Linked DNA regions of Sus scrofa: regions 1, 3 and 4 are each linked to region 2. Evidence: chromatin contacts called from public Hi-C data. All regions are on one chromosome and are shown on one strand. Each heading gives the region's core, a stretch centred on a gene start, on an enhancer-like site or on the middle of the called end of the contact. The rest is flanking DNA. Distances are from core to core; before and after follow the strand shown. Region 1 overlaps LOC106504342 (a long non-coding RNA gene). Region 2 holds the start of SOX4 (transcription factor SOX-4). Region 3 overlaps LOC106504342 (a long non-coding RNA gene). Region 4 overlaps LOC106504343 (a long non-coding RNA gene).

What was found. Hi-C and Micro-C count contacts between places; a contact is called where the count stands out from the background.
Region 1: a contact with region 2 is called in a Hi-C map of fetal heart ventricle, with 10 times the contacts expected there. The contact joins the enhancer-like site here to the promoter of SOX4 in region 2. A contact is called at or near these places in 5 of 47 Hi-C or Micro-C datasets (embryonic fibroblasts, fetal heart ventricle, fibroblasts and 2 more).
Region 3: a contact with region 2 is called in a Hi-C map of skeletal muscle, with 2.9 times the contacts expected there. The contact joins the enhancer-like site here to the promoter of SOX4 in region 2. A contact is called at or near these places in 7 of 47 Hi-C or Micro-C datasets (embryonic fibroblasts, epiblast stem cells, fetal skeletal muscle and 3 more) and 1 of 2 datasets of contacts at active chromatin or transcription factors (skeletal muscle).
Region 4: a Hi-C map of embryonic fibroblasts shows a contact between it and region 2, with 3 times the contacts expected there. The contact joins the enhancer-like site here to the promoter of SOX4 in region 2. A contact is called at or near these places in 11 of 47 Hi-C or Micro-C datasets (adipocytes, brain, embryonic fibroblasts and 6 more) and 1 of 2 datasets of contacts at active chromatin or transcription factors (skeletal muscle).

The regions. Positions count from the first base shown.
Region 1 is chr7:18,205,625-18,210,904 of Sscrofa11.1, reverse strand. The region is part of intron 4 of LOC106504342 (a long non-coding RNA gene); the gene reads right to left. Among named protein-coding and RNA genes, the nearest start is that of HDGFL1, 520 kb to the right of the region's middle. Within about 2 kb of position 2,369, at least 14 of the 83 cell types and tissues checked have an H3K27ac peak or open chromatin away from gene starts, as enhancers often do.
Region 2 is chr7:16,883,970-16,889,260 of Sscrofa11.1, reverse strand. SOX4 (transcription factor SOX-4) reads right to left here and starts at 2,427. Exons shown (of 1, transcript XM_013977467.2): 1 at 1-2,427.
Region 3 is chr7:17,947,956-17,953,338 of Sscrofa11.1, reverse strand. The region is part of intron 3 of LOC106504342 (a long non-coding RNA gene); the gene reads right to left. Among named protein-coding and RNA genes, the nearest start is that of HDGFL1, 260 kb to the right of the region's middle. Within about 2 kb of position 3,203, at least 24 of the 83 cell types and tissues checked have an H3K27ac peak or open chromatin away from gene starts, as enhancers often do. A contact at or near this core is called in epiblast stem cells and skeletal muscle, where this site is marked.
Region 4 is chr7:18,430,305-18,434,942 of Sscrofa11.1, reverse strand. All of the region lies in intron 4 of LOC106504343 (a long non-coding RNA gene), which reads left to right. Among named protein-coding and RNA genes, the nearest start is that of NRSN1, 580 kb to the left of the region's middle. Within about 2 kb of position 3,257, at least 12 of the 83 cell types and tissues checked have an H3K27ac peak or open chromatin away from gene starts, as enhancers often do. A contact at or near this core is called in embryonic fibroblasts and omental adipose tissue, where this site is marked.

The sequences.
Region 1 (5,280 bases), core at 1,120-3,619, 1.3 Mb before region 2:
TCCTGTAAACAGTGCATTTCATCCTGTTGGAGGACAGGACTCAAGAACTCAGATTCTTCAGTTGGAGAAATAAGGTTTGAGATCCAGGTCAGCAAGTGTGCAAGTTGCTTAATTTTGAAAGCCTTGCTTACTCAAAAGTTGAGGAGTTCCCTTGTGATGCAGTGGCTTAAGGATCCAGGGTTGGCATTTCAGTGGCTCGGGTCACAGCTGTGGTGTGAGTTCGATTCAATCTCTGGGCTGGGAACTTCCGCAGCCCATATTTGGGAACATTTTGAGGCCAAAAATTAAACAATAACAAGAACTTCAGTCAGAGACCAGAAATACCACCAGCATCACCCAGAGGCTTGATAGAGCTAAAAGATCTCAGGCTTCACCACAAAGCAATCTACTGGGAAACTTCATTTTAGCAAGACCCCCAAGAAACTGGCATGCACATCAGAGTTTGAAAAATATGATGTAAATCAGTGATTCTCATTAGCATCGCCTGGGGGATATTTTTTCATATCACTGATGCCTGGGCTTTGCCCCAGAGGTTCTCAAAGATGATGCCTGGGCATCAGCTAGCACTCATTTGACAGGGTTATCAGGTGGTTTCAATTGTGTAACTAGTCTAGAAGCAGTCTTGTGCACTAGCTGACTCTCAGCTCTTCCCTCCCAAAGGCTGTGTTCAAGGCTACAAAGAATAATGTTGACAAAGCACTTGCTATCTACCCAGCATAGACTACGTGCTCAAAAAATGTTATTTATCTCTTCTTTATTCTCCTCCTCTTCCCCTTCTTCTCTTTCTCTTTCTTTATAACATAAAGTTTAAGTGAAAGCAAGCATTTCTGGGAAATGTCAAAAATTCTGTTACTTGTTTACTCAGTAATTTTCCTGAATTTTTTGAATAAATAAAATTTAATGAATTCATGGGACGTGCCTGGTGCTATTCTATGTACTGGGCAAACAACCTCAAACCCTCATCCACCATAAGCTCTATGAAAACAGAAATTCTGTTTCTGTTTCCACTACACGCCCAGCCCTGTGTTCCTGACAATGCCTGCTTTATTACAGGAAGTAAAACAAATAAATGTTGAAATGCTTAGCTCCCCCCAAAGAAGCAGTCAACTCTTTGGAGAAGAGGACAAAACCTTTTTCTTTGATTATCTACAGTAAAGAAACAGTTAAGCAATTTCTTCTCATTTCGATTTCTTAAATTTTAAAAATCGGTTATGTCCCCCTTGAGATCAATGACAGATAATGATACTGTCAAATTATCACTATGCTCCCCCCCCAAAAAAAAGGTAGTATTCAGAGCACTTAAGTACGAAATCCTAACTAGAGACCACGAAGTCTCTGGTCAGAGGCACTATTGTTTATATTGCCCCTCATCTCTGCCCTGTGAATGAGAAGAACAGAATAGCAAAAACACAGGAAGGACTGCTTCAGGGCGATTATGATCAAGGATTTATAATTTAATATCTCTATGCTTTTGTCTGGAGCGTGGATGATTATGCGTTGTTTCTAATTGCTGCATTTCTGGATCTGTTCGTAAATACACATCACGGGAACATTTTCAAAAGATCTGTCACAGGATTGTCTCTATTTTTTGTGCTTTTACATATAAAAGCCCCCAAAAGAACTGTCAGCAACTCAAAATAATGATTATGTAAATGAAAAATTAAAAAAAAAAAATCCTCCTTTTAAACCAAAGAAAGGCAAAGCTATTTAGAGCAAGGGCCCTCCTCTCCCCACCAGGCAGGCAGAGCGGCCCTCCTTCTCCCCTCCTTGCCCCACTCTCTTCTCAGATCCAGGGAATGTTCTCTTGAGAGTACACCCAATGCTCCCTTCAGTGGAGTAAGGGCCGAGTGCCAGTCTGTACCTTCACCCTTTATCATATAACCCAAACCCTCTCGATTTCCTGGCACTTGTGTCAGGCCATGGAACATGTGTTTCATCTTTTGGGGTTGAATATAAACTCTGGTTGGAAGAGAAAAAAGTCCTCCAGATATTACAATAAACACACACACACAGCAAAAAAAAAAAAAAAAAAGTTCTATCTCCATTGAGCTTAACAATCAGCAGGGCCCAAATTACCTCTTATTAACATTTATTTTACAAAAGAGGCAGGGTATAATTTGGTGATAGATTCAGATTTGGAGAGGAGCTATAATCAGCCTCCTGAAGTGCTCTGCCTGAAGTACATGGCTGCTATTTTTTGTAATTATATTTCCCCCCCACCCACCCCACCCCTTCCCCAGTCTGGAGAGTCTTTCACTCCCATCTCTGGTGCTAGGAGTCCTCCATTCTCCCTCCTCCCCTTCTTTCTCTCCTCACCAGCCCCCCTCTTCTCTCTCCCTTTCTCTCTTTGGGCCTCTTTGAATAATGCAGGCTCTTTCAATAGCCCAGGCAGGCCTGAAGATTAGGAAGCCTGTTTGTGGAGATGGGGGTTGGCTGAATACAAGCAGGAGGCCCCACTCCCCTGGCAGAAAGGCCCTGGGAGCCAGTCCAACTGTGGAGAGCATGTGCTGGGGGGTGGGGGGGTGGGGGTCTGAATAGGCAAGCAGCAGGCCGGCCCATATGTCAGCCTGTGCCACAAAGACGCCTCTGCATATCTACCATGACAAACAGGATTACCGAAGACAATTAATCTGGCACGCTTTATCAAAATCAAGCACTGACCCCCGACCTCTCCCCTCGGTGTGCGGCAGATGCCACGCTCCAATTCAATAGACCTTGAGTGTTCCCTTTTTCACTGCTGAAAAGAATCCAAGGCCTGAATAAGCCTGCCATGGACTAATTGCAACTCCTGTGTGATGGTGACTGTCCTAAGCCAATAGGACGAGGCTACCTTTTCTCCCCCTTTGAATGCATAGGCTATCCGTGGCTCCCTGTCTATACCAGAAAGAAAAAGGAATGCCTCAGTTTCACTTTTATTCCTCTGGGCTGGTGCCTGCAGCTCACTGGGGGTGGCGAAAGGGACAGAGAAGCAGGTAGCTTACTGCCTGATGTTTGGGAGTTCATTCTCGTGGGAGAAGGCTCACCAGTGGCTGATAATCATGATGGTTTGCATGAATTGGTTCATGGTTTGCATGGTGCTCTGTGGGAGAGATACCAATGCAGCAGAAAAATCACAGGGCCTCTGGAATCACAAAATCTCAGATCTCAACTCCATCTAGTCCATTCCTGTAATTTAATCCCATTTATCTTACCTTCCACATCTGCACTCTTTTATGGCTCCGATAAGAGAAAACCCCAAATTTGTTTCTGTTAAGGATATTTCATGACACTGCTTAGATCAGTTTATAAATGAGAACCTTTTGTAGAAAGGAAATATTTATCATTTTTCCTGAAGCTTTTAAGGTTAAGAGACCAATGAGAGAAAGGAAAGCTTTGGTCATATCTAGTCTTACTGGGAAGGAGCTGTGGGAGATTGTGGAAGTCATGGAGCATAGCTGACACTTAGACATTTTTCTGATCCTCACGATTCTCTTATCCAGAAATTGACCTGAGTAGGCAGAAGCAGGATAACGCCTATCAGTTGGTTTGACCTTGGTGATCCCTTGCTTAGACATCTAAATATTTCCTCAGTTTTGATTCCACAAACTTTTCTCAGCGTGAAAAAAATGAAGTTTTCTTAAAGTAGAGTGCTCAGACCACTTGTATGTTGATCACCTAGAGAAGCCATTAAAAAATACAGATTTGTTTGATTTCAAAGTGAGACTGGAGGGAAAAGCGTGGAGCACAACCTTTGAAGGAATGACACAGCCATTGAGGATGCAAGAAAAACGGGTTAGACCAATCAGGCCCAAGATGGCAGAAGATTCCACTTCCGGGAGACCTTGACCCTCCTTATACACTTATTACACTCGTTGTAATAAGTTAGTTTGCTAAATGACACCCCACCAGTGCCACGGCCAGTCCCAGGCTGACCATAAAAGATGAAAAAGGGGGCAGTAGCCTAACTGCTGGAAATCTCCACCCCTTCCCCAAAACAGTTCCTCCTACTCACTAGCATGTCAAGCTATCCAGCCCATAAAGACTAACCACCACCTACAGCCAGGAGCCACTCTTACCTTCTGTCTATGGAGTGTGTATCTCTCTCAATAAACTCATTTTCATTTTACTCTGGCTGCTTGCGAATTTTTTTCCGGCTCCAAGCCAGAGAGTCTCACTTGTCAACCCCACCCAGGGACTCGCAGTAGACCTGGCTTGTCACCATGCATTTGGTCCTGCAATGATAAGACCAAATGCCTCTGATGCTCTTAGCCCAAGCCTGTGTCTGCCTTGTCACCATATTCCCTAGATGATTTTCATTCACCTGACCGTGAAATAAAAATCAGAATGGAGGCTGAAATGCACCTTTGACTATGAGGAAATAGCTCACGTCCAGTAAGGATCCAGTTGCTGATATACCCACATAGACTGAAGAACCTCCAGCTTTATTTCCTTCTTGGCCTAACTCAGCACCTTCTAGCCAATCAGCAACACCCAAGTAACCCACTTGACCCTAATCAATGAGAATTCAGCTCTTTGAATCTCCTGTTTGAGGCTGGTAAACCTTACCGTTACCCTCCAGAGATGAGCTTCTTATCACTTTCAGTTTTGAAGTCCTTTGTTTGTTGAAAACTTTGATTCTTACTCTATAAAATATTCATGTCATAGAAGATCTCTGAATTTTTTTATTGACACTAATATCTGAGAACTGATGTCAAGGTGAAAAAGATGAGGAGTACCACTGAGTTGACTTGGTTCTATGTATATTTGTCACTAAACTAGCTCAGCCACCATGTTGGATGGCCATTCTGTGTACTTCAGTTGCTTCATCTGTAATGATGGCACTGGATCAAGATCTTCTGCCAATTCAGCTTTGAAACATATTGTCTCTCTTGATCTGATTTTTCTGAGAGTTCCTTCCTGTGTTGGAATCTGATGAATAATGTGTCTTCCTAGCTCTTTTCAGGCATATAGTTTAGATACTGGGCAAGATTGCTAAGATGGTACTGGAGTTGCAGGCTGTGTGATTCTGGGCACAGGTACTGTATGATTTTCTTTCTGGTCTAGTCAGTAAAATTGAGTGGGAATGATCAAAGCTGTATTATCAAGAGAAGACAGATTACTGTTAAAGTCTTTGAATAAAATCAGAGCACCAGGAAATAGTGCTTGTATTTGCTCAACCTGAAGAAACTGAAGATGCAAATATTTTACTAAAAGGTATAAGAGTCATGGATTTAAAAAAGAAGGTGGGAAAATAGTATTCTCCTGAATTGTTGTGGCCTTAGGTCCACCTGAGATTTCCTA
Region 2 (5,291 bases), core at 1,178-3,677:
AACTACTTTATGTAGGGTGTTTGTGAAGGTTGAATGAGCTTGATGTACAGTAAGCCCTCAGTGAATGCTGTTGTCCTTCCCTGGCTAATTCACATTGTGAAGACACTCCCTTTAGTAGAAGCATGTTGTTCAAGAGACTAAAATTGAGGATGGCCACTGATGTGAAAAAATAATCACAGATCATAAACATGAACTATCCAAGGACCACATCAGCAATCCTATTGTCCTAATGATTTGAAAAGAAACTTCATGAAGAGCCTTGTGAAGAACGCAGCAAAGAAAATGTGCTTTCGTAGTCAGAATACATGCTAATTTAGCCATGAAAATTACCTTTGGTCTAAGGTATGAAAATTAAAATTCTACTAAAAATTGGTCTTCCTTAACACCTTAATAGTAAACTGTTTTTCTATCAGCCAATGCTAAGTGGTTAGGTAGGGCTAACCTAACATAATTTAAGTCAGCTTTCTATTCAGATCAAACTAGTGCGAGGCAGTAGATTTCTATTTATCTTGTCAAACTTTTAAAGTATGTAGGCTGGCGAGAGGCCCAGGTTGTCAGATGTAGAATTTTACTGGAAAGAACACCCTTTGGAGACATCTGACTGGACCTCTAAGGATTAACCACATGCAAGAATGTTTTTGTGGGTAAAAGCAAATAATTTTTGACCAGTAGTTACCCAAGTTATATGCTTTTTCTTTTAGAAGGAGAAACAAATCTTAAAAACAAACAAACAAATTAAAAACCCGCAGGCACTTCTTTTGCATATAACAAAATTGGGTGTGTTATCATGCTTTTCATTTTCTTTGGTATGCATACCACAACACACCCGTACATGTTATCAGTCTGACATAAAAATTACTCTAAGAGGTCTATTATTTATAAAATCAATATTTCCACAAGAATAAAAAAAAAGAATAAACACCATGTTTATTTGGGGACTTGTACCAACTAAGGATTTGAGGGTGTAGCTAGTTTGTGATAATTCAGTCAAGGTGAGTATCAATATAATTGATTATATTTCCCAAGCTGTTTATGTTTCTAGCAGTGAATATTATCAGGGAAAAGTGAAGTTAAAGCAGAGTAGTTTTGTTTATGTTTAAAGCACACAGATCTTTTTAAAGTGTGTACTAAAAAAAAAAAATAGCCACTGGCCTATTTATATTGTTAGCTGTATTTCCCATATTTCAACAAATCTAAGTAATGTCTTCAAGACATACTATTGTTATATGTCCTTAAGAGAGAACAACTGCCAATGACACTGATACCCCCATGGTTGTAAGACATCTGAGAAGTTAAAAATGAAAAAGTTCTTAGAATTAAAGAAATACATTGTTAGTAATTTCCATTGACTTTATAAGAGTTTTAGGGTATACATGAATGCACAGACTGCTGAAATAGGTTTGTTCTTATGTGTTAGTAGTCCTCTTAAAATGTAACAAAACATGTGACAAATGGCCTTTTACTAAAGTCATTTTTCTCACCAACTGAGTATGTGCACACTGGAATGTATTAGGCCTCTGAATAGCAAGTAATGAGAAAAGATTTCTGTGTTCTCACTACCTAACTTCACATGCTTTGTAACCAATTTTCCATTACTGACATTTTTTTTTCCCCAAATACCAGATACTTGGTGGCCCCTACTAAATCAGTACTCAGTGTTCCCTCTGCTGGCTTTGCAGTACATGAAGTAATTCTTAATGCTACTCTTTAAGCCACATTAACAGTAAACCAAGATAATTTTGCAAAAAAAAATTCCTGTTTTAGAATAATAGAGTAATTGTTTTTATTAGCAATGATGCTATACATTCCAAATTTTGAATTAATGTAAATATTTTTAATCTTGTTTCATTTATTAAACTAATAATGAAACTATTTGAGATGTAATATAATATCTGCTAGTTCTTTTATTCTGCTCCGCACACCTGTACAACATAAAATATCAATCCATAAAATGGTATGGGGTATAGATAGAAATAAGATTGTATCCCACTGCTTAATATATTCCTATAGCATAGTGAGGGGAAAAAAAATCTGAAGGGAAATTAGTTTAACAGATCTCTTGGATTTGCACTGATTTGCAAGATTTTGCCTGGCCTTGGTTATAGAAACTATGATTGTAGGCGCTGTTCTGACCTAACAAGTATTCAGTTCAAAGAAAATAAAGAGAAAAGAAATACTTGTCTTTGTTACTTTAGTAGATAGGGAAGAAGCCTGAGAAATTTGATGTCCTTGGCCTTTGCCAACTAAAAGGCCTCAGGCTTTTTGGTTCCATACTTTATGGCAAAGAACCCTCCATCCAAAGCTCCTTTTCTTCTCAATCCGGTAGGCAAACGTAATTTGCACTCCATTTTGGGGGGGCTGATGAAGTTGTACTAGAACTGGACTTTCCTTTGGGTTGGGGGGCATGTTGAAAATTAATGTATGGAAGTAATTCTTATTTGCAAAATATCAAAATAGGGTCTGGGGGTAAAATGAAGTCCATGAATGATTTTTACTATTAGAATGAACTGAAAGATAAAAACCCTGCATTTCTAATAACTTTTTACCATTTTCTACCCCTTCCTAATCAGTGACTGGCACCTGGTAGGTTTATGTATGCACTTCATACCAGCGCCAACTCATTTTTCCTTTCCTTTCAGTATCCTCATGAGAACAAGAAGAAAACGGGTGTTTCCACTGGGCCACGGAGATTTGAAGCATAAATACAAGCTTCTGTCTGCCCCATTTCGCGAGGCAGGAGCAGGGCACACCCACTGGGAGCCTGGGTTTGCTCTGCCACCAGCCGGCTCCCAATCCGGGGAGAAGCCGCCGCCAGGTGGCAGCGCTGAGCCTCCCTGCACTCGCATGGAGACGTGGGAAAACGTGGAGACTGTCAGACTTCTTTCTTCTCCCCCTTCCACCTCTCCCGAACCCTTATCATCCCACACTCTTCCAACGTGTTTAGGTAGCAGTTTAAATGATCAGAGGTTATAGAGTGTGTCGATGAATCTTGATGATTTTTTTTTAAATCATAAATCGAGTTTGGGGCAACGAACAGTTTTGGCCTCCTGTTCACTTGTCAAAGCTCCCAGACACTGGAGACGCCAAGGCTAGCTCCGGTTTGGGTCTAGTAAGTGAACCGGGCAGTTATCAATTACCGTGTCCGTATCTTGCTGAAGCTGCAAGTAGTTAGAAGTCTCTCTCCGAGAGCCGCTGCAAAGGAGGCGCGCTTTACTTAAGGACTGGCAACGGATACCCCTCCTCCTGGAAAGATGGTCTCAGCCAGACGCCTGACCGAGCGCAGCGACTCGGTGGCGCAGGCTCGGCGCTCTTCCTGCCCTGAGCTCGGAGAGGATTCGGCGGGGATTAATGGTGCTCAGCCGCGTTCCGCCGCGCCGGCTGAGACTGGCCTTGCGATTATGGTTACAGGGAGGAAATAAATTGGAATCGACTCAGGCTGTGCTTTTTGGAGGAAAGTCTTTCCTACTGTAAACATGTTTCAGGCGATCCTGTCAGCAGTACTTTAACACCCGTCTTCCGTTTAGGTTTACGACCGGGGAAGAAGCTGAACACACACACACACACACACACACACACACACGCCCCCGCGCCCTCGCCAGCTCCTAGCCCTCCTTTGAAGTTGCAACTGGCCGCCTCTAGCCGGGGGGTGGTTTCCCGGGTGCTCGGCTTCTACATTTCCCCTCTCCACAGGGCCAGCTGGGCCCCTGGCTATGGTGCCCAGTTCCGTCCCTGACCGGAACTGACAGCCACTCGGCCCCCTGGCTTCCCCCGCGCCTTCGCTTTGGACGCCTAAATGTTCCGTGCGCGCTGTGCGTCTGGAACCCACGCTCCGGCTGGCATGCGGCATTCGTACACCGGCTGGGCACTCCCTCCCCGGTTCCACTGAGCCGGCAGCTGCCCGATCAAGAGGGCAGAGCAGGGCGTGTGCGCGGCGGGCGGGGGGAGGAAAAGGCTGTATAGGACGAAGGGAGGTTGACAATTGGTTGCACCCAAACCTTCAAGCGTCCCTTCTCCAGGGATTTCGAAGAGGCCAGCCTGCCTCGGTGCCGCCTCCCGTGCTGTAAAGGCGAGGGAATCGTGGAGTCGCGGCACCCGGGTCCCAAGGCATGGGCACACCAACGCCCCTTGTGACTCGACCTCGGGTCTCATGTTTGGGAGGAGGAAGCTGGCAGGTAAATCAGTGGTAGAGTCTGCGCCCCAGGCGCAGTTACTTAGAAGCAGAGCATGTGTGTGGGGGTGCAGGGTTCCTGCTCGCTTTGTTTCCCCCCCTTCCCCCCGCCCCGCCCCTCCCCGGGTTCGCTTGTCTGCCTTTCCGCAGGCTACCGCGGCAGCCAGGCCCGCGGGCAGGCATTCGGGTGGGGCTGCATAGCCCCACCCCCACCCCATCCCGTGGGGCGCCCTGAAACCATCCCTGTGACCTCAGTAAGGGGGTGTGGATGGGAGCACATCCCGCGGGATCCCTACCCCCAACTCAACAGCCAAATAGAAGCAATTACAGTTGGGGCCCCGTGGGGAAAGCGGCTGATTTCACTTATGGAAAAACGCTTAAACAAGAGCAAACCTAAGCCAACGTTAGTAAACGACTTGACCTACAATTGGAGGCTGTGCGAGGGCGGGCTGGGGCGGGCGCGTCAGCCAGGGAGGGAAACCCGCTGGGGAGAGGGCTGAGGGAAGCGAAGCAAAACGTCAGATAAGAGAAGGAGAGGAAAGGGGAAGGGGGAGGAAGAAAGGCTCTTGATTGCAGAGAGGGGGGGTGGGAAGGCGCGGAGCCCGCACGGGCTGCCTGGCGACGCGGGTCAGAGGGGAAGAGAGGCGGGCACTCAGAGAGGAGCGGGCGCAGGACGCGCGGGCTCCGCCTGGCACCAGCTCTCCTTGCTCCCCGCCCTCCCCTTCCCGGATCCCCCAAGGCCCGACGTCACGTGCGGAGCAGACGGCGGCTCGTGGGGGTGGGAGGGGCGGGGTGGGGCGGCCACCGAAGAACGCGGTGCCCCAGACCGCGCCGGGCGCGCTGCACACCTGGCACTCGGGACTCGCCATCTGCTCCAAGCTCACTGCTTCTCTGGCCAGTGGTGTGGGCTTGGAGAAATACAAGGGTACTGCCTGGGGAGAGGATGGCCTTGAGTCAGCCGAGGCAATGAAGTCAGTCAATCAATGTTTATGGTGCTCCTACTGTGTGCGGAGCATCTCCTCCAGCTGCTGGGCTCAGGAACGGCACCACCTGTTCTATAGCGTGTGTTATACATTGTAACAGTGCAAACGATAATCTGTAAGCAAATTCGACCAAGTACCGT
Region 3 (5,383 bases), core at 1,954-4,453, 1.1 Mb before region 2:
TGGGGGCACAGTCCCTAAGGCATTAGCCTGCTGTGACACCGCCCCCCCACCTTTGCCTGGCAAAGCAATAAAGCTATTTTTTTTCCTCCTCTACCCCACACTCTGTTTCTGTGTTTCATTTTGGCACCAGCAGACAGGCTGAATTTTTGGGGGGCATAACTGATAACACACAAACCAAAGATAATGTCAATATACATATCAGATATTCAAGTGTTTTTGGTTTCCTTAGTGATATATACTTTTCCATGAACAATGTATCTGACCAGTAAGTATACAGACAAAAAAGTAATGAGTTAGAAAATAATATGTAGTAGTTGGTTATCTGCACAGTCTCAATTGACATTATGAGAAAGATCTACACCAAACATCCCCCCAGTCTGCAAAGAACCGCAGCTGTTACTGATGACACATATTCCAAATATTCCCACATGTTTCTACCATGTGGCCTGAAACATAGAAGATGCTCAATAAATGGTTTTTGAGTTAAAGAAGAACTTGTGATGTTTTGAAAAGATCTTTATAATAACAAAATGATAAATTCTTCGAAGAGTTAAATGGCAAAAAATTTTCACCTTCATAATATATTATCAGCTATTCCTTGCACACCAATGCCTTTCTTCTCCCGTGTCTAAAGTATGATTTCTGATGATATTTTAGAGAAAAAAGATTAAAAGGTACAATGGTTCAATTCTTGGTAGTTCCTAGATGGAATGTTTAATGAATTGTCCCCTTCTGATGTGTTTTCTAGTGAATTTATTTGGAGGCAGTAAATCAAATGTAGGGGATTGTTTTATTCTTCTTTCTAATTTGAATTTTGAAACTTTACATTAATTTATAGTTCCTAAAGAAATTGGCAAGATAGCTGGGCTCTTGTGGAATTATTTGGGGGCAACTTCAATTTTAGGCCAATTACAATGGTTGTACCTAGAGCAAATTGATTTTAAGAGAAAGGACTAGTTTTATATATAGTTAAAAAGGGAGAATTTATAAAAGAAATAAAGAAAAGGAAACAAGAAAATGACTAGAAGTACTCCATCTTACATTTGGAAAGAACCAGGTTATAGGAATTTTCTGAGCATAACTCTTTTGTTGTGTTACATCGTGATGAGAGAGGCAAACTCATTTTAAGGTGAACATTTAAACAAAATGGTAAATTGGTTTGAGATGTTTCTTTGTTAGTTAATGACTTAAACTTTTCTTTAAACTAGGAAAGAGAAGGATTAGAACGAAGAAAAGCTGACAGGTCATCTTGAACAATTATGAAAATAGGATTAAAAGTAAACTCTAAGTTTATTTTTTATTTTTTGTCTTTTCTAGACCTACAGCATATGGAGGTTCCCAGGCCAGGGGTCTAATCAGAGCTGTAGCTGCCAGCCTAGCCACAGCCACAGCAACGCCACATCTGAGCTGCATCTGTGACCTACATCACAGCTCATGGCAATGCTGGATCCTTAACCCACTGAGCAAGGCCAGGGATTGGATCTGCAATGTCATGGTTCCTAGTCGGATTCGTTAGCCACTGAGCCACGACGGGAATTCTGGTAAACTCTAAGTTTAAAAACAAATAAAATGTTTAATGAGTGTGAGTAAATCAAGGCACTCTTTGAATTAGTATTTGAGGTGTAAATTAGAGTAACTAAGAGTCACCAATTAGATGGAAAAATATCAAATTTTTAACATTTATAACATATATCATGCTAGTTTTAAAACACATTTAATTTTTCCAACGGTATTCAGAGGACCAAATTTTTATTTTAAAAAATGTTTAAAAATTGAGACAGTTTGCATATCATAAACTTTAATACTCCTGTGAAGGTCAAAGGAATTTTATAGATTACCAGGGTGTCAGTAAGCCATCCGGTGGCCTCTTACCCATAGCGTAAGACTGAAGTTCTTAGAGGTGATAAAGAAAACTAAACCTGCAGAGGGGTGGCTTCGTCACATTGCCTTGTTTTGAGTCCCGACTTGAAAAATTAAACCACTAATTTATTTGTGTTTTACCTTCAATAAATATTTGAGAATATGCTATTAAAAGGAAAATGCCTTTGCTAAACATTAAGAAGGATAAAAAAGAGAATATGACATGATTTCTAAAAGAAGTCATAAATGTAGTGACAGTTCAAGATACAAATATGACAACGGAAGTATATGACAACAACTTTCACACAATTAGTACATGTTGCGGTAAGAATTTTAGAGTTTAATGATGATGTTGGATTTGACTTTGTATAGGTAGACAGAATATGGTTGATAGTTCAAGTGGGTAGTTAAGGAGCAGAACAAACTGGGAAAATTCTGATGAGAAGAATGTTTAATTGAGCTTAGCTAGACTATAGATTTTGTTTTGTTTAGGGACTTAATGGAGATAATGATGAAAATACAGGTTGGGTCAAACTGGTGGAGGAGTTTTAATTCTTCTCTAAATTTTTTCCAGATAATCCCATTGGCAGTGGAAGAATATTCTATGATGTTTAAACTGGAAAATATCCCAGTGTGGTATTCTATGAAGATCTGGGAAGAAAGAGAAGAAAGTTGTTATTCTGTACCAGGTGTCACTGATCCAATCAATCCTTTGGTAATAGAGCTGAAGTCTCAGTTCCTATCACAAAGCTTACACCTCATCAAATAAGAGTTGTAAGTACATTTTGCAAATGGAAACTTTTGTTTGCTTGTCATTGACTTGGCCTTTGTTATTCTAACTTCTCTGACAGAACTGAGTTGACAGATCCCCAAATCCTTGCTTAAAAATCAGACTAAGTGGCACTGCCATTCCCACATTTATCCAGACAGAACTTAAGGGCATAAACCCCTCTAAGGAATGTCCAGGTACCTGCTCTGCCATCTGACCACTAGTGGGCAGGCACAGCCCTTGGATCTGAGGAAAACTTCCTATCTCAGAGGGGAATCAGGGTCAACCATTTCAGGGGCAGTTCTTTCACTGCTTAATCCAACCCGGCCGACTTAACAATATAAACTGTAGATTTACTGCCTCTGTCCCCTGAGCACTCAGCCACCACGTTCCCTCTAAAGGTAATTCCACGTGGTAATTAACTGTGAAATATTGAGTGGCCAGTGTCTGACCTGAGTGTTTGTGCCAAGCAAAAGTTTCACTTGAGCTTTTTTTTTTTTTCTTCGTTCTTTCTTTCTCTCTTTCACTGCCAGTTTGTATGTGTGTTTTTAAGTATTAACTCTCATGGAAGCACATGCCTATTTAAAATTCCCAGACGATGAGTCAGACCTGTTCAGTGAGGTTCCTGGAGAGTCACATGATGTGGTTTGATGAAACTTCACCTTATGAAAGGTTGAAGAAAATAAATCAGAAGAGCTCTTTCATATTTATATATATATACACACACACATATATACTTGATTATGTATACGTGTGTATTATACATATAATTTTGTAAAAATACACACAAAAAAGAGAGACAGAAAGACACATACATGCAGAAATTTTAAAATCCCTTTGCTTTTGCTCCTTTCCTGTTCCCTCTGTACATATTTAAAAAATCTGGTGATCCAATAGGTCATGCTTCTGTGTAACAAGAAGAAAGCAAAAGCCCTATAGCCCTGCAAGGTATGCCTGGGTTGTAGTTAAATGTCTACCCCCTGGATTAACAGTAGTGAGCCTATAAATCTTAATTCCAATGTGGTAGAGACATGGCATTGATGAAATTTAGGATTTATGAGGTGTTCCATTCATTATCCTGATAATACACTTTAGGCTTATCTGGATCTCTAAAAAAACCTCTATTTTAATCTATACTTTTCTTCAAATCAGTTTGAAGCTTCATGGTATAACTAATGTATCTTGATAGCTTGACCAATACAGTAGATGGCTTCTTGTTAATAATCTAAATCATAATAGTTTTTGAAGCATTTCAAAGCAGTTACCCTATATAATGTTTCAAAGTATAAACTAATTCTAGGAGTGATTTAGGAGTGAAAGAAAACCTTATTTGCTAATGGACCCTAGCTATAGGTGGAATTGAGTCATTCCTTATGAAGATATCTTAATTATAAAATAATAAGTATTCTAGAAAGCTCCTGCCTCAAGATGAGTGTTGGCAGAGAGCAAGAAGGCAGAGTTCCTTCCAAAGAAAAGGTTCTCTTCAAAATATTGGGTGCACACAACACTTTAAAGAGTGTCTTCGTGTTTTAAGAAATCACAGAGGATATAACACCAACTAAATTGGCAACACTGATTCATTCATTTCATGAACATTGATTGAGAGCCTACTATGTGTCAGACACAGATAGCTGTTAGAGAATCAAAGAAAAGTATATTATAATTTCACTCACAAGCACTCCTAGTTTGAGGGATGAGAATTGCATAAGCAAATAGTTATAAGTTCTGGAATGTGGAAAGTACTATGAAAACACAGGTGCAGAAATGACTAACTTTGTCTAACAGAATTTGATAAAACTTCACTGAGGAGGTGATACTTAAGCCAGATCTTTAGAGATAAGTAGGAAATGAGTTGCTGAAAAATCAGTAAGGCAGAGATTAAAAAAAAAAAAAAAAAAACAGTATGAGAGTTGGAAAGGGGCAGCTGAAAGAGAAAGGCTAATCAAAGACATCATTTATCACTGGCCAGAGCAGGCTTGTGTTAGGGAGGCTTGAGCATGCCATTCATCGACACCTTTATTCTGAGCCAATCCAGAAGCTCGCCATGTTCCAGAGGAGGGTTTATAACCAGGAAGAGGAAGCCAGTAGTAATATAGGCTCTCTTTCATTTGGTTATTCATTCTCTGCCTCTGTCTCTAAGTCCTTCTTTCCCTCTCTCTCAGGCTGATTGTCTCATTTATAGGTCTGAAAATGTTCTTTTGAAGATTGGCATCACTTTCCATTAGATTCTACAATTGACTTATCACCATGTCTAGTTACAGACCAGACTTACTGCTACTGCTGTATCTAAAATCCCTGAATTCCCGGAGGGAAAAATCTTAGCTGACTAATTGATCCATTGCACCATGGTCAGGACTAGAACCACCATCTACATACATGAGTCCTGGAAACAGACCTCTGTGGAATGGGGAGGATATTCCCAGGATGGGCAGGCTATGGGTTGAGCATCACCCCAAGAGTTATCAACTGCATGTGATAATTCTACTTTAGATGCACCTAAGGGATTTGGGGATATAGTATGTCACTGTTACCTTTCACGTAAGGCCTATTTATATTTGCTGAGGTCATTTTCTATAACTTTTACTTCTTTTTGTAACTACTTTTAGGGCGCTTGGAGAAAAATTAAAAGGATGCTGGCATGTCCAGAAAGGTGGATTTTTAAAATGAACAGAATGATAATGGTGGGCTGGGTCATAAAACTTGAGTCAAAGTGAATATTTGTGATTATTTCTTCCTTATTCCCCTATGGTCACT
Region 4 (4,638 bases), core at 2,008-4,507, 1.5 Mb before region 2:
TGTTAGTGTAATTTTGTTTCCATGGTTTAGTGCAGGTGTGTTGGGTTCTTACTTTGGGTGTCTAATAAGTGCTCAATAACTCTAAATTAGCTTTGATGAACTTTATAATGTTTCTCTATTAATGTCTCATATAAATCTGATACAATACCCTGAAAATCTCACAGATTCATCCTTGGAGGTAGAATTCTCATAGGCTGTCTTCACTGATTTTTAAAAGCTCCTTCTGTATATTCTGTGATGGGTTTCCTCTTTTCTGGATCATGAGGAATAAAATGTTATTATGATGAGATAGCACTTGTTTAATTCTCAAGAAAAGTCTCTTTTTTTTTCAAAAACTCATAAAACCAAGCCTGGCTTGGGGAGCACCATGAATCCTTTTTCATAGTAGTTTTGTATATCTCACCTACCTACATATGTATCTATCACATATATTTATGTATATAAATTAATATAATACAACTTTATATATGTTTATAACACATTTAAAATGTTTTTCTAACATTTTTTTCTTCCCTCTTGAATGAAGTCAATATGATCTGTTTTCTCCAGCAAAAACTATCTTTGGAAAGATTTCACAAAGGAAAAGTTCTAGAAAGAATTCAGTTGCCTGTGACATAGCATTGATCAAAACTCACTAATGTCTGGTTCTAGAAATTGTAGTAATTGCAAATATGCTAAATCAGATGTTGGTTTATGTTGAACTCAGTGGCCAACTGGCTGTTCCATTGGCTGCTTAGATCAGAAATGCAAAGTATCACATACATATTTCCTTTGACATTTGTGACTGTAACATCGATAAATATTGATCAGTGTCAAAGAAAAATAATTATTAAATTAAAATTTTATTAGTGGCTAATATTTACATTATTAAAAAATGTTCTATAAAATCTATTACTTTAAGGTTGTAATACAAGCTTCAGAATAACTTGCAATTATACTTTTTTCCACCTTAGGACATAAGGTACTAAAATACTACTCATGATTTTCCACGAAAAAAGTATTATGGGAAATTGAGTTACATTTTTTGATTGCTTCCTACAAGGCTAACATTTTGAAAGGAAATGGATGCGTATTATTTGTTAGGCTACCTTATTTTCAACCTAGGTAAATTTGATAAAATTGGGGCCATAGTCCCTTTATAAGAAAGAAGGGAAAAGATCTGGAATCTTGATTCCTCATGAAAATCTACTTGCTGGCTGATGTGTCTGTGTTGAGGGGAAAGGAAAGACTGAGGTTTTTTTTTTTGTTTTTTTGTTGTTTTTTTTGTCTTTTGTCTTTTTTTATTGTTGTTGTTGTTGCTATTTCTTGGGCCGCTCCTGCAGCATATGGAGGTTCCCGGGCTAAGGGTCTAATCGGAGCTGTAGCCACCAGCCTACGCCAGAGCCACAGCAACGCAGGATCCGAGCCGCGTCTGCAACCTACACCACAGCTCACGGCAACGCCGGATCGTTAACCCACTGAGCAAGGGCAGGGACCGAACCCGCAACCTCATGGTTCCTAGTTGGATTCGTTAACCACTGCGCCACGACGGGAACTCCTGAGTTTTTATTTAAGTTCAATATTCCTGTGGTGCCTAGGAGTCTAGTTCCCAGGATTCAGTCTGTCATTACTCATTTATGTATCAACCAATCTCATTTTGCTCTAAGATATTGATTAAATTGCTTATGTTATAATTTCATTTGCATTTAACAGTTTCAGTTATCTTGTCACTAGTGTCATTGTCATCCAAATAATTTCTCAACTTTTTAACTGTATACGTTTCCACGTTTGAAGGTCTAAAATTAAGTAAAATGATATGGTCTCTGCCCTCTAGATTAGAATCTTAAAACAGTTGGTTAAGGCAAACTTGGAGACCACCATCTAATCTTTTTTTTCTGTGATTTAGTCTGTGATTTTTTTTTTTAATTGAGTCCTTTTCCAAGTCTCTGTTTCCAGATTTGCCTTTGATTGGAACAGTGGAAGCTTAGTAGCTGTGTGTGTGTGTGTGTGTGTGTGTGTGTGTGAACACATGAATTTTTTTTTATTGGAGTATAGTTGATTTCAATGTTGTATTAGTTTCAAGTGCACAGCAAATTAGTCATATATGTAGTCTTTTTTCCTATAACATTTATTATAAAATATTGAGTAGATTTCCCTGTGCTATACAGTAGGTTCTTACTAATCATCTATTTTATACAGTAGTATGTATAGCACACATAAAGTTTTGCGTTCCTATCTTGATAGTAAGGAGGAAATCTTTTATTAGTCCATAGACCTGGCATACTTGATAAAGAAAAAAGATGTTAGAAATATTTTCTCAATTTTTCAATTCAAATCTAATTCCAAACCCGAGGCTTTGTCTAGCACCCGACTCCTGACCAGAGGGAAGGTGAGAAAACAGGTAGACAGCTTTTCCACAATGTCAGTTTTTTGTTTCTGGACCAGCCCAATATTAACCTAATTCAGTTACTTCTATGTGGGAAGCAACCATGCCTCTTCTTCCACGCCATGGAGATGTAGATCACGAGGCATTGATGATTTCTGTAACCCCAGATCAAACAGAGAAAAGCTAAGAGTGGTCTGTAGGGACACAGGATTTCTGCTCCTTATCTCCCTTTCCTTCCAAACACAGCCACCTCCAGACTGTGCGCATTAGTAATAGCTGTCATTTTTCTTTCTGAACAAATCATCTCCATGCAGTTTGCACTCGAGGGTACTGGAGAGTGTCCTCTCTATCTCTGTACATTAAATAACCTCATTGTGGTGCTGAGCCTGGCCACGTCTCTCCCTTTCTCTGTGGCAGGTGTATTTATCATTTTCCCCACTCTGACATTCCTAGCTCCAGCTGCCAGACCAGGCCTGGCACCTTTCTCTCTGTAGATTAGTTTGCATTCTACAGGATTAAAAAGGTTTAGAGAGTAACTGGGAGTTGGCAGCAAGAACCTGAGTTGTTTAGAAATGTCAGAAAAGTGTCAAGACTGCCAGTTTTCTGGGGGCTTGAACGGGGGAGGAACAGAAGCACTTTTCAATCAGATTCTAGCAGACAAAACACCACGAGAAGGAGGCAGCAAGGATCTCTAAGACAGTAAGAAGTTCTTGTATTCTGAGAAGAGTGGAAAAGGAGAGAGGGAGGAGGATGGTGGAAGGAACAAACAACTCAGCTTTTCCATGAGGCAATTGAACACTGACAAATTGGACAGCCCGGTACACCTCATGCCAGTGCACTATTCAGTGGGAGTCAGCCTTGCAGGAAGCAGCCATGGGAGAGAAGACAAAGCAGGAGATGGGATGCTCTGAAAACTCACAGATGACTAATGCATTTAGCAGCCTCTCACTTGCCCATTTCACTTTCTGCTTGTATTTGGATTTCTTTGATTATTTGTGGAGGAGAAGGCTTTGGCCTTTGATGTATTTCCTCCCAGAGAAGAGACACTCCCCAGGGCTCAGACAGAAGCCTTGATCTCCCAAAGAATCTGTGCAGGTGACACAGGAGATGTATATTTTTTAATGTCGGATCTATCATATGCACAATCTCAACTGCTGAGAACAAAGAGGAATTGTTGTATCTGAAAACCCTTGAAGATGGATTAAGCATGAAAAACGAATTGGAGAGTGTTATTACTGAATTATATATGTGGATAGATTGGCTATATCATCCTGCCAGTGTTTTGTGCCTTCACTAGGGGAAGTATCCTGAACAGCCTTGGAAAGGGTATGACTCAGTACAGCAAAAAAAAAAAAAAAAAAAAAAAAAAAAGTGACTGAGGACTGAAAAACTTGGCAAAGAATTTCCTTGGGTTTGGCGGAATTTGGAGTGAAACACTAAGTCATTTGGCAGACCTCCACGGAAGTGATTTCCACCACGTCGTGGGCCAGCTTCTATCACAATTTGGGACTTTCTTAGGTAGAGAAGGAGGGTGAGCAAGGCTTTTGGCTTTTTCTTCATAGAGTCAAGTATGAGAACTGTCTTGGACTAGGAAGCAGGAAGAAGAGTTTAAGTACCCTCTCAGACTGTTTTCCTCATTTGTACTATGGGGTTGGTTGATTAATCTGTAGTATGGCTAGAGGTTGGCCCATGTGATTTTTAGACTTCCTTCTAAAATAAAATCATATAGTGCACTTATTAAACTCACACCTCTGATCTTAACAGCCTGACGAGGCTAGTAACCTCACTCTGGACTCAGCTCTTCTCTGTGTACCGGTCCTATTTAAAGGTGTTATCAAGGAAGAGACAAAATTATCTTCTGTGTAATGATTCATTCATAAACAGATGTTGATTCATTCGTAAACAGACATACCCTTTAAGCAAACACAGTAGGACTCCAAAGGAATAATGAGCATGGAATCCTAAAGATGGGCTTCAGCAGCCGTGGTATTTTAGAGCTTTTTTTTTTTTTTTTCCTTTTGCTAAATACGGAGTTTTATGATGCTTACTCAAAGCTACTGATCTACTCCTGAATAGGATGGCACACTATATGTATCAAGATAATGCTTTTTTATTTTACATCATGACATTTCTTGAAGAATGAAGAGCTCAGCACAAACAGTGGTTCTGATACTATCAACAAGAAGGATATTGAAATGCACTGCTTTTTGAAAATTGAAACTGGCAGCATTTTTTAATATGTTTCTAAAGGCTGGCGACCCAGTGACTTACTA